Regions from separate parts of the Gossypium arboreum genome. Here all the other regions are linked to region 2. A link is a contact called in public Hi-C data. All regions are on one chromosome and are shown on one strand. Each heading gives the region's core, a stretch centred on a gene start, on an enhancer-like site or on the middle of the called end of the contact. The rest is flanking DNA. Distances are from core to core; before and after follow the strand shown.

Evidence for each region. Hi-C and Micro-C count contacts between places; a contact is called where the count stands out from the background.
Region 1: a Hi-C map of leaf shows a contact between it and region 2, with 3 times the contacts expected there. The contact joins the promoter of LOC108487142 here to the promoter of LOC108489626 in region 2. A contact is called at or near these places in 2 of 5 Hi-C or Micro-C datasets (both in leaf).
Region 3: a Hi-C map of leaf shows a contact between it and region 2, with 4 times the contacts expected there. The contact joins the promoter of LOC108486996 here to the promoter of LOC108489626 in region 2. A contact is called at or near these places in 3 of 5 Hi-C or Micro-C datasets (all in leaf).

The regions. Positions count from the first base shown.
Region 1 is chr3:127,534,699-127,538,555 of ASM2569848v2, forward strand. LOC108487142 (40S ribosomal protein S18) reads right to left here and starts at 2,132. Exons shown (of 4, transcript XM_017791395.2): 1 at 1,981-2,132; 2 at 1,583-1,743; 3 at 1,120-1,308; 4 at 521-800. The coding sequence starts at 1,983. The coding sequence ends at 695.
Region 2 is chr3:127,314,412-127,318,285 of ASM2569848v2, forward strand. It overlaps LOC108489626 (protein S-acyltransferase 8-like), which reads right to left and starts at 1,375. Exons shown (of 5, transcript XM_017794295.2): 1 at 971-1,375. The coding sequence starts at 1,009.
Region 3 is chr3:127,467,639-127,471,405 of ASM2569848v2, forward strand. LOC108486996 reads right to left here and starts at 1,521. Exons shown (of 3, transcript XM_017791182.2): 1 at 1,290-1,521; 2 at 1-590. The coding sequence starts at 500.

The DNA.
Region 1 (3,857 bases), core at 882-3,381, 220 kb after region 2:
TTACAATAAATACAGTTAACAGATCTGTCAAATATAATTTAAACAAAAAATTATTTTTCAAAAATAAGATTCATTTCCAGTTGAGATCGACTTCTTTACAAAATAGAAAAAACTTTTTGAACTGATTATCAAGAAGCCTTTCTATTTTTTATGTTTAAAGGGATTAAAAGAAAATAATAAACAATATGGCTTGCAAAGCAATTTACCATATTTAAAAGTTTGCGTCACCCTTAAAGTCCTTTTTTCAATTGCCAATCAAAACGAGAAATTTACAGATAAGTCCCTGAACACTGTAACAAATGCCTATTTTCAATTAATATTAAATAAAGATAATATATTTTCATATAAAAGCAATCATTTATAAATATGAGCACCCAACATGAACAACCATGTGATGTTAATACCCATATGTGAATAACCCAATCTGGTCATGGACACCACCAATTCTTCAGGACTTGGACTTGAGGTGAAGAAAACATGTGTAATCTTAATCTATCAAAGCAGGTATCCTTAATGTCAATTGATAAAAAGATCAAACAATCGATTAAAAGAGAAACACTACTTGTCTGCAAGGTTTTAAAAAACCAACTAAAACAACAAAACCAAATCCAAAATTGTCTTTGATGCAAACATCGCTTAAAAGCAAAGAAATAAATATCTGCCTCATCATACTATAGATTATGTTATGAAGAATTCAACGCTTCTTAGACACACCAACAGTCTTTCCTCGGCGACCAGTAGTCTTGGTGTGCTGACCACGTACACGAAGGCCCCAGTAGTGCCTCAGACCACGGTGGTTCCTGCATCACAGTTTTACATCGATAGTTAGTTCAGTTTCCGTCCCATGCCCCAGTACCCCATAAAATAACATCGCAAATTGTTCATTTAACAATTTATCATGTATACCAACCAAACCAATATATGCACACACAATGTATTCAAATTTCTAAGCTCTGGTTATTGCAGCTATTTTCTCATATTAATCAACGACAAACATCACCAATACAGCATAAGGACTTTGTAACACAAATTGGCAAAAGCAATTGTTCTTTTAAGGCATCAAATATACAAGGGCAAAAGCTAACTCTAGCACAGATCAACAGGAAAAAAGGAATTAACCTGATCTTCTTCAAGCGCTCCAAGTCATCTCTCAACTTCATGTCGAGAGCATTGGACACAACTTGGGAATACTTTCCATCCTTGTAATCCTTCTGCCTGTTCAAAAACCAATCTGGGATTTTAAACTGCCTCGGGTTCGCCACAATCGTCATGAGATTGTCCAATTCCTGTGCAGTCAGTTCACCAGCCCTAATAACGACAAAAGTAGCACCAAGAACCGAAAGCCATTCAGCAATTTAATTATACCAAAGCCTACACTCTTACTCTACATATATACATAATTCGAACCTGGAAGAATACTCGATCTAAGTTACATTCGAATCAATGCGAAAACTATTGGGATCGAATCATATATCATTGCCTAAACTTTGTACCATAAATCATCTTATTCAAAATTAAGGACTAGAATGGATATATAAACAGTATTTCATTGTACATGCAAATTTGAAAGATAAAAGCAAACCTCTTGTTCATGTCTACATCGGCTTTCTTGCAAACAATGTTGGCGAAACGCCTTCCGATACCCTTGATGGAGGTCAAAGCAAACATAATCTTCTGCTTTCCATCAACGTTGGTGTTCAGGACACGCAAAATGTGCTGAAAATCTTCGTTGGCCACCAGAGACTACACACATAAAACATTAAAATGAGGTTAAAAGCAACAATCTTTGGGAAGAAAATATAAACCCCAATTCAAATAATATAAGTCCCAGTTTACAAACGCTCATAACAACCCCTTTCCAGTTAGTCGGATCAAGAAACAAAGCATGTTAAAACTACAGGAAGAGATGAAGTAATGAATTGATGAGAAGAGAGTTGTGAATATTGGGGATTCGGATGCAAAAGATGGATTTGTAATTACCATTTTTACGGGAGAAAAAGGAGATTCGGCGGAGAGAAGGGGCTCTGGGGTGACAGATGAGCTTTGAAGTATACCAATGGAGGCCAAGCTAGAGACTAGGGTTTCTTCTAACAAATTATATATTGATTGCTGTGGGCTTTTAGGGTTGGGTTTTTGGGCTAAAACCCAAAATCATTCTTTTACTTTTGGATAACCAATATAAATATCAATATCCATATCCATAAACTTCAAAACAATAATATTTATTAAAATTATTATAATCTAAATAAGAATAAATTAATTAATTAATTAATTATTTTAAGTGAATAAGTTTTAAAATGGTAGTTATTTATTTCTTTTATAAGAAAAATTTTAGTTATTTAGTATTAAATATAAAAGAAAAAGTTGTACCAAAAAATATATAAAAGAATAAGTATCTAAGTGGTAATTATTCCTTAAAGAGTAATCCCTTAATGACTTATTTGATAAATGTGTTAGAATCAAATTTTAATTTTTTATAATTATTCTAAAAAGAATTGATAATTTTAGTACGAAATATGGTTTAGTTAATGTCGTTAAAATTTTAATAGTTTAGTCAAATTTTTATTCAAAAGAAAATAATTTAACTAAAATTTGAAAGTTAAAGGACCAAAATGATTCAAAAATAAAAAATAAAAATAAAAATCAAAGTGACAAAATGATTAAATGTTAAGGGCTAAATTTATCGTAATGTAAAAAAAAATTGAGTAGAATGTAATTTTTTTTTAAATCCATTGCCTCCTTTATCATATGACTAAATTTCACCTGGCAAGGCCTTCAACAAAGAGACTTAATGTTTGATCAACTAAGTTACCAATGACTAATTTCAAAGCTTTGATGCTCTGATACCAATTACAAAGGGATACGGGAGACAATAGATAATATTATAAATTTACAAAATAAAACTAGTAATAAGGAAAATATTTTTTTACAAAGAAAGAGAGGTTGTTGATAAAAGTAGATATGAAGAGAGGTTGGCGGATGAGAAGTGTATAGGGAAAGGTTTTCTAACTTCGATGCCTCCTTAGGCTTCCTTCATTTATATTTATAAGAGAATTCTTGAACTCTATTTAATTTTCTTTGAATCCTGCACAATTTTTCTGATAAGTATGATGTTTCATCATTAATTTGATGATTTTTGCCATGACATGGTTGCTTCCACGTTGCTTCCTTTTTTGTCTAGACATGGATGTTGCTTTCTCATGTTACTTCCTTGATATTTTTATTGGTTTCTTCCAATTGGCTTTTATCCTTTCTGAATATTATCTAGATTCATTTCCTCAATTTCATCTAGATGTAATGAATCAATTGACAGTCTTGGTGAGTTCTAATTTTCCCACGTGTTCTTGATTTCTTCTATTATATGTGATGAAAAATCTTCAATCTCTATGTTAACTATATTTTTTATTTCTATCATCCTGAGTGTATCCAACTCCAGTATCATATGCCAATATTCTTCTTCTATCAGTCTAGAGGCTATAAGTTTTTTGTTGAAGTAAATATTGGGCTTTGGTCATTAAATCTATTCCTGCTTAGATCTGATAATAACTGAGATTATTGTAACACTTATCAATATTTTTTGTAAAGTGTTCTTTCTTTTTTTTAGCTGCTGAAAGGTTGAGACCTCCAATCATTTTTTTAATGATTCAAATTTGATATGGCTGATAAAATTTTTCTTTTTTAGCTATACCAATAAGACTGTTGATTTCAACATGAAAATAATAATAAAATCATCTTCATATACCATACGTAATAACATAGTTTTAACAAATGTAGAAAAATCTTTTAATAAATGGAAAGAAAAATTTTGAACTGTTATTTCTTTAACAAAACCCCATTCAATACTGCTTATATCAAAT
Region 2 (3,874 bases), core at 125-2,624:
AATGTAGTCATTCCTCTCAAAAATCAATCACAAACTAGAACCACATTACTCATTCTTCTACCATTAAACAATACTTTTGCACGGGTTCCTGCACAAAAGCATTCCTTTTGATCTACATATCACTGCACTAATAAAGTAACAAGTATATCCAAGCAGTCACCAAACTTGGAAAAGCAACAGCTTGATTATTAAGGTTTCAAATTAGGGAGAAGTTAACTAGAACAGAAGAGAACCTGTCTCATTTGGTCTTCCACATTTGCAAGAACTTAGTAACATTATAATTATACTTACTTCAACTATGTCATTTCTCTCAAAACATTGGGAGATGAGGTTCAAACCCTTATTAACATATAAAAGTAGTGCTAGAGTTCTCACGACTGATACAAAACACACATGGCACCCTTCAATGCAAAAATACATTAGAACCAACCATGTATCAAGCATGGACTCAGTCTACTTTCCCCAAAGTAATTCGGCATAAAAGTACACCAACTCAACCTAAAAACTGTAAGGCTATATTCCATACCTCTAGTTAACAATCCATAACTGACTGTTATTCAAAGCCAAAGATGTTCCTCCATTTGGTCATAAAGAGTAAATAACAAATGTTTAACTAACATTAACCAAGCTCTTTGCCTAACTTCATAAATGCAAACCAAACAGTCAAAAACAGCCCCCCTAAAAAGTAAAGAGTTCACTATTTTCTCCATGCTTTCCCCCAGTTTCTCATTATCATTAATTCATAGCACCAAAAATCCAACTAGCAGGGAAAAAAAACCAGTAAGAATTGTCAACTGATTAAAAAAACCCAAAACCTAAAAACCCTACTAATAACTAAACCAAATTAAAACTAACTCATTTTTCTACAAACCAAACAAATCTAACAAATACCCAGATACCAAAACCATGCGTTTCAATAAAAAAAAATCGACAAAAGTTAAAAAAAAAAAAAAACACTGAACATCCTTACATTACTTCCTTTCCAAACTTCATACACTCTCTTTTCCATTAGAGAAACTTCAAAGCCTCTTCTTCCCTACTGTAGCTTTATTGAACTAGGCTTGAACTGAGTTGGGAGGATTTGAAACTTGTGCGGGAGTTTCAGTTCATTTAAAAAATATATATATATTTTGTATTTTTGAAATAAAAAGACAGAAAATCTGAAAAACCTCTCTCGCGAAAACCTTCACAAGCACACACTGAAAGAATCGTACTCAATTGGGTGATGATTGAATCCGTAAAACGCCTGTGTTGAACCCTCTTACTTTTAGGTATTTAATAACAAAGAATAATATAATAAATTAATTCTATATAATAATGTTTTCAAACACTATTTTAATTTTAAAATACAACTGAATTTATTTTTGCAAACTCTATGTGCGTTGGCTGATGTTGCGTCGTTTTATCATCCTTTTCGAATTGAAAGTGAACTTTTTGGGGTTAGAATTGTCCAGCTTTGAGTGGCCAAGATGAGGTGGCGTCATATTATTGGCCTTTAAACGACAAGTATACCAGGAATTTTCTTTCTTTCTTTCTTTCTTTCTTTATTTATTATTTACTTTTTTCGCTCTGCTTCCTTTTGTTTATTGAAGTCATCGAAAACTGTAAAGGAAGAATCTAGTACTAAATTACTGCGTTTTGCCCAAATATTTACTGCAACTAAAATATTTCGTTTTTATTAAAAATATTTAATTATTGTGCTTAAATATTAATAATATATAAAAATTAAATTTTAAATTTCAACACAGACAAAAATATTTAAATATTACAAGAATTAAAAAGAAAAATTATAACCCACGACGGAGTTTTCTGCCGGCTTGCAGAGAGATCCAATGTGAACCAAATGGAACCTTAGTATACTAGATTTTGTTGCCCTTGCTGTCTCTCATATAATATTATGGTTAATTTATGATTTTGTTGGAATTTTTTTTGGGTTTAATTATAAATTTTATTCATCTAGTTTACAAATTTTGAAAATCTTTTATATAGTAAAACGCGGAGACTAAAATTAAAGATATTCCGACTTTTGATACACATTTCGCATATTTTCTCGTCTCCTCCATTAGTAATTTATCTTGGTCGAGTCTCTACACAATTTTGATATTAATAAGAAAAATTGAAAGTAGAAAAAAGTTTTAATCTTGCACACAATCTCCCTAATAATAATAATAATTTAATCCGACCCATCTCTATATAAAATTTTACCGAGGAGCTAATCTCTCTATTTTAATGTATTCGAATTTGATTGTTTTACTTAATGAAAATAATTGGAAAAAAATTAAAGATAATGTAATTATTTGGACCAATTTTTTTTAAAAAAATTAAGTGCGAGATTCTAAGGAATTATCAAATTATATGAAATGAGTTGGACGGAGGGTATCAATTTCAAGCCTCAAAACAATGATGAGCTTCAACATTGCCAACCTTTGGTCCATGCTTCCATGGCCACCCAAGAAACTAAAATTGGGCCAAAATGGTTGTTCAACCCTACTCAATTTCATCACCTTGATGAATAAAATAATCAATACTTATATTTTATGTAATTCAGTTTTTTCTAAAAAAAAATATAAATAACAAATTGATGATTTTCAACATCGATTTGAGAGGTCAACTGAACCATATTTTCAACATCGATTTGAGAGGTCAACTGAACCATAGGTAAAGTGACAAAAGATTTATATTAAAATTTTCAGTTGTTACTAATTTCATGTTTAATCTCTAAACAATCGACATGTTTTGTCACTTTATTAATTTATATTAAAAAATGTAATTAGTAGATATTTTAGAAAACCGACTGTTTTGTCACCGATTTCATTAATTTTTAATATAATAAAATTATTTTAATACTATGTTTGGTAGGATCATTATTTTTTTATGCATGTTTTAGTATATGAGTTAACAATAAACTAATTAAATTGGTAACATTTGACCACTCTCATGACTTATTTTTAGTAAAGAGAATGAAAAATTTTCTTACCGGAGTTTTTCTTTATTCTATATTTAACTATTGTAATACATATGTAATAAATAAGTGTTTTCCTCACGTTGTTATACCAATAACCAAGTGTAGCATAATTGTTATTGTTGATACAGTGATACAACAAGAAATGAGTATGGAGGAGAGGGTGGTGGTTGTTGTGGAGGCCAGTTTACTCAGTTGAGATGGAGAGCCAAAGGTTGAGGGTTGAAAGAGTGTTGGCTTAGTATTCTTGGAGAATCGATCATTTCTTCATCAATCTTAGAGGTATTTATAGGTAAGGGTTCTGCATAAGATGGTGTTAATATGCTGAAAAGGATATCTTCAATAGAATGGGGATGTTTGTAACAAGAGAAATTTTGTCATTCATTTTGACTCTAATAAGATAAAATAGTTGAACCCATATAATGTTTGGTAACTAACAACTTCATAACTTCATGTTCCAAATAAAGATTAGGTCATCTGTTGATCCCAAAAGGGTGAGCTTGTAGATAACCTTTCAACTTTCTTATTGTTCAGGCGTTTTCTTGACTTGCGACATATTCTAACATAGATAATGGTATAACAATTATAATAATGACGGTGTCAACTGAACTAAAGTTCAATTGGTAAAATTCTTTTTATTTATTTGAAGCTACTTGATTTATGTACAATAAGTGTATGTACTGATTTAGCTTAGGATCTTTTATTATTATGATAGCTACTATTCTATTTTCAGAATGCACCAATTTTATGCATTTCGGGGTACTTTAAAAATGGTATACCGATCTCAAAATATAGGTTAAAACGGGTAAAAATTGTAATGTCTGTTGTTAAATTAATATTATATTTAACTATTGTTGGAAAAAATATTCAAATTAAAAATACGAAAAATAATACTTTTACGGTTAGAAAATT
Region 3 (3,767 bases), core at 271-2,770, 150 kb after region 2:
TTTCTTCGTACTGTATGACTCGGGATATCACCATCCTTTTCCCCTGATGCCTCACGGTCATTACCATCCTCAAGAGGAACTTGAGTAGTATTTGGTTGCTTCTTCAAACTACTTTTGAAAACAACCTTTCTTGCATCGCTATTGCCATCATCAAGCTGAGTTGCTTGATCATTACTCTTATCTGAAGCAAAGGACCCTGGCAAGACATCCTGCTGTTGAACAGGGCCAACTTTCAAAGGCGACGGTGTGTCAAGCCCGGCAGAAGTGCGACCAAAGCAGACAAAAGAGGCGCACCCGCGGGAAAGCCGGTTCTTGATGGAAGCCAGTTGGAGGTCAGGATCAGGATCAGGTTCTTGGTCTACCAACTGGTAATGATTCCACGGCGAAACTCTCATGGACTTGTCCTCGTGCTTCTGACCCAACAGAAGAAGGGCCAAGCCCTTGCTATACCCGGACGCTGAAGAAGAGAAGAACCCTCCTCCTTCTACTGTCAATAACATCAGTTCTCATCTGGAGAACCCAGACAACTCCATTTTCTTCTCTTTTTTTCTTTTCAGTCACAACAAACTGAACCAAACTACCCTCAACTCCTTCATCCAGCCATATATCAGAGTCAGTGAAGTTATCAAACTTACCAAATAATGAAAATGATTTATTAAAAATGGATCAGGGAAAGGATTGTCCAGGTTTGAACAGCTAAACCGAGAAGCAGAGCAAATTATTTGCCACTACGCCAGTTGACACCAAATAATGAAATTTAACATCAATGAAAAATCTTAAATTCCATTTATAGTTACTAATGGAGTAAATCCTAAGTAACTAAAACTCATTGCAGACATAATAACTACTTAGTTCCCCAAAACTGCAATAATTATCAACATGGTCACCCCCCCATTAAACCACACATAATTAAGATCTATAAATTTATTAAATCTAAATAAAATTCAATAACATTAATTTTATTTTTTGCACTCAAATCAAGAAAAAGAGTAACACTATTGAATAAATATAAAGAAAATATTAACAACATCAACGTCAAAAATAAAAATTAAATTCATTTAAAAGAATGATTTAAGATCTGTTTACAGTTAAAAGTAACAAGTACCAGCTCAAAGCAATGCTATCTGTTTGATTGAAGTGAAAGCAATAAAAAGATGGAACAGAGAAATGTTGACAGTGATCAGTTCAAAATAAAAACCTTTTTCCTCTCTTGCTTTATTTGTTCTCCTTTTATTTTCTGGGGAAACAAACAGGAAATCAGATGAAAGAACAGGCGTGTGAGAGCTTACCTGATGGCGATTAAACGGATCTGGAGAGTAGAAAGGAAAAAAAAAAAAAGCCCAGGAAACTAAACCGGCGGCGCCGGCATGTTCGACCCCGACTTGCGTACGAATTAATCGGCGAGGAATTGGAATATTAGAGAGAAATTATAAATAAAAAGGGTGGAAAAAAGAAATATTATGGGGTAAGGAAGAATAAAAAGAATTGAGTTTATTTCCGGTTGGAATTATTTAAAGTGAAGGATAGGGACAGTGACTTCCGTGGCGCATGATAGCGATTCTTCTTTTTTTAATTTTTTAGATTTTGAATATCTAAAAAAAAAATTATTATTAAGGAAAAAAGGAAAAGTAAGATGTGTTATGAAATTGTGTGTTCGTAAAGTGTCTTTTTAACGAGGGATATGATATGAAGTGAAAATTTATTATATTTTTTAATTACATAAATTTTAAACTTAATTAATTAAATTAGTATACGTTATAAAATGCATTGAAGTTAGAGTTTATAGTAGAGGTGATCAAGGGTCGGCCAGTTCGGCCGGGCCAGTTCGGCCGGCCCAAATAAAATTTTAAGCTCGTCTATTAGGTCTGTGCTGCCCGGTCCAAATATGAGCCTAAAAATTTGTCCAAGTCCTACCAAATAAAATTGTTAAGCCCAGCCTACCTACCAACCCATATTAATTTTTTTTGCTTATTTCATTAAATAAAAATTTTAAAATATAATAAATCAAATATATTTAAAAACATAAAACAAATAAAATGATACTAAAACAATTCTTAAAACAATACACAAATTGACAATATAATAAAAAAATAGTTATATTAAAATTTTAAAATGATTAAAAATAAAATAAAAAATATATTAATATATAATTGGTAGGCCAGTGCCCGCCAAAAACTCTTACCCGATGTCTGGCCCATTTTCTAAACGAGCCTCATTTTTTTGTCCAAGCCCATTTTTTGGGCCTATATTTTTACCCAAACCCTCCCATTTTTTGGGCGGGCCTTTGGCCGAGCCACCCAAATTTCCCATGATCACTTTTTAGTTTATAGTAGTGGTTCACATTGTTTTGGATGCAGAAAGTCTTTAAAAATAAAAGTATAGTTAATCATTTTGTCTATGTGGCTTTCGATCTTAAAAGATGAGGTATTTATAAGAATGATAGGTTTGGAGTGGGTTAACTATATTATGATTGCCTATTTAACAAAGTCTAATTTAAACCCAAGTTAGGGTATAGTTAAGGTAAAGTGTTAAATTGATAGAAATTATGTTATAATTGATTGAAGTTGCTCTGACAAAGAATGTGACATCCTTTAGTTTGGACCTGGTGATCAGGTCAGGTAAAGGGTGTTACATTTAGTGACATCAAAGCTATGGTTTAGTCGTTCCTAAGACTAAATCGTAGTGTGTCTCAAGTCTAAACATACATGCCACAGTAGTCCGTGACAGTGTGATGTATCGTTGATCTAAATTGGCTTTGGTTTCCTATATGGATTATCCATGTTAGCTAACTCAAATCAATTTGTAAATGATGAGGTGGAAAGTAATGCCCCAGCCTTTATCAGCGAATTCAAAGTTTACCCGTTCTGCAAGGGCTAAAAGGTGAGGCCAGAGATACCTTTATACAAATGATGAACCAATGGTTCAATTAGTTTATGGGAGCTACTTATTCAGCTTCCCAATAGCAAATGCCACCTCTTCCACCTGAAGTGCACTCGGTTGCACAACCCCAACCCTAAGTTCCTACACTGGTACCTATTGCTCACCCTTCGATTGAAAAAATCCACAAGTGTGATTTTAAAACAATCTCAATTGAACATATAATAATAATTGTATTGGAAATATTATTGATGTGATTGAAAGGTGATATAGAAGTGCTAAAATGTAGAAAGTGCATAAATAGAAGGGATGTGCAAAGAAATTAGAAAGGAGGTGAGAAGAGTAACATATTACACCAAAAAATGTATAGCTATCATTTTACGACAATATAACTTCTAGGTAGTTTCGTGCCAAAATTGTTAGGCCTTTGCTGATTTGATGTCCATCACATGGTCAACTTACTTTCTAAAAGGATTCTTTTAGCATAGGCTTCCTCTTACACTTTGTTGATCAATACAATTTATTGCATGAGCCTTTCCATTTAATCACAATAATACCCCATCGTCATAATAAGCCTTCTCTGCAAGGTTCCAATTAGAAAAATTCTAGAAAAGTTACTATTTTGTCTTCGTAAGTGGCGTCACTTGTAGGAAAATCATTCCACTGAAAAACCATTGTTCTACCATGTGTCTAGAATGTTGAACCATGATTTTATCAAGAACCACATATGTTGTAAAATTAGAATGACAATAGAATCGACCAAATTTAATGGCTTAACTTGATGGTCTAGGGTACTGACACATTTTCGCAACAAAAAAACATGAAAAATAAGATGAATTTTAGTCGACTTGAAACACTCCAACTTATATGCAACTTCACCAATATGTTTA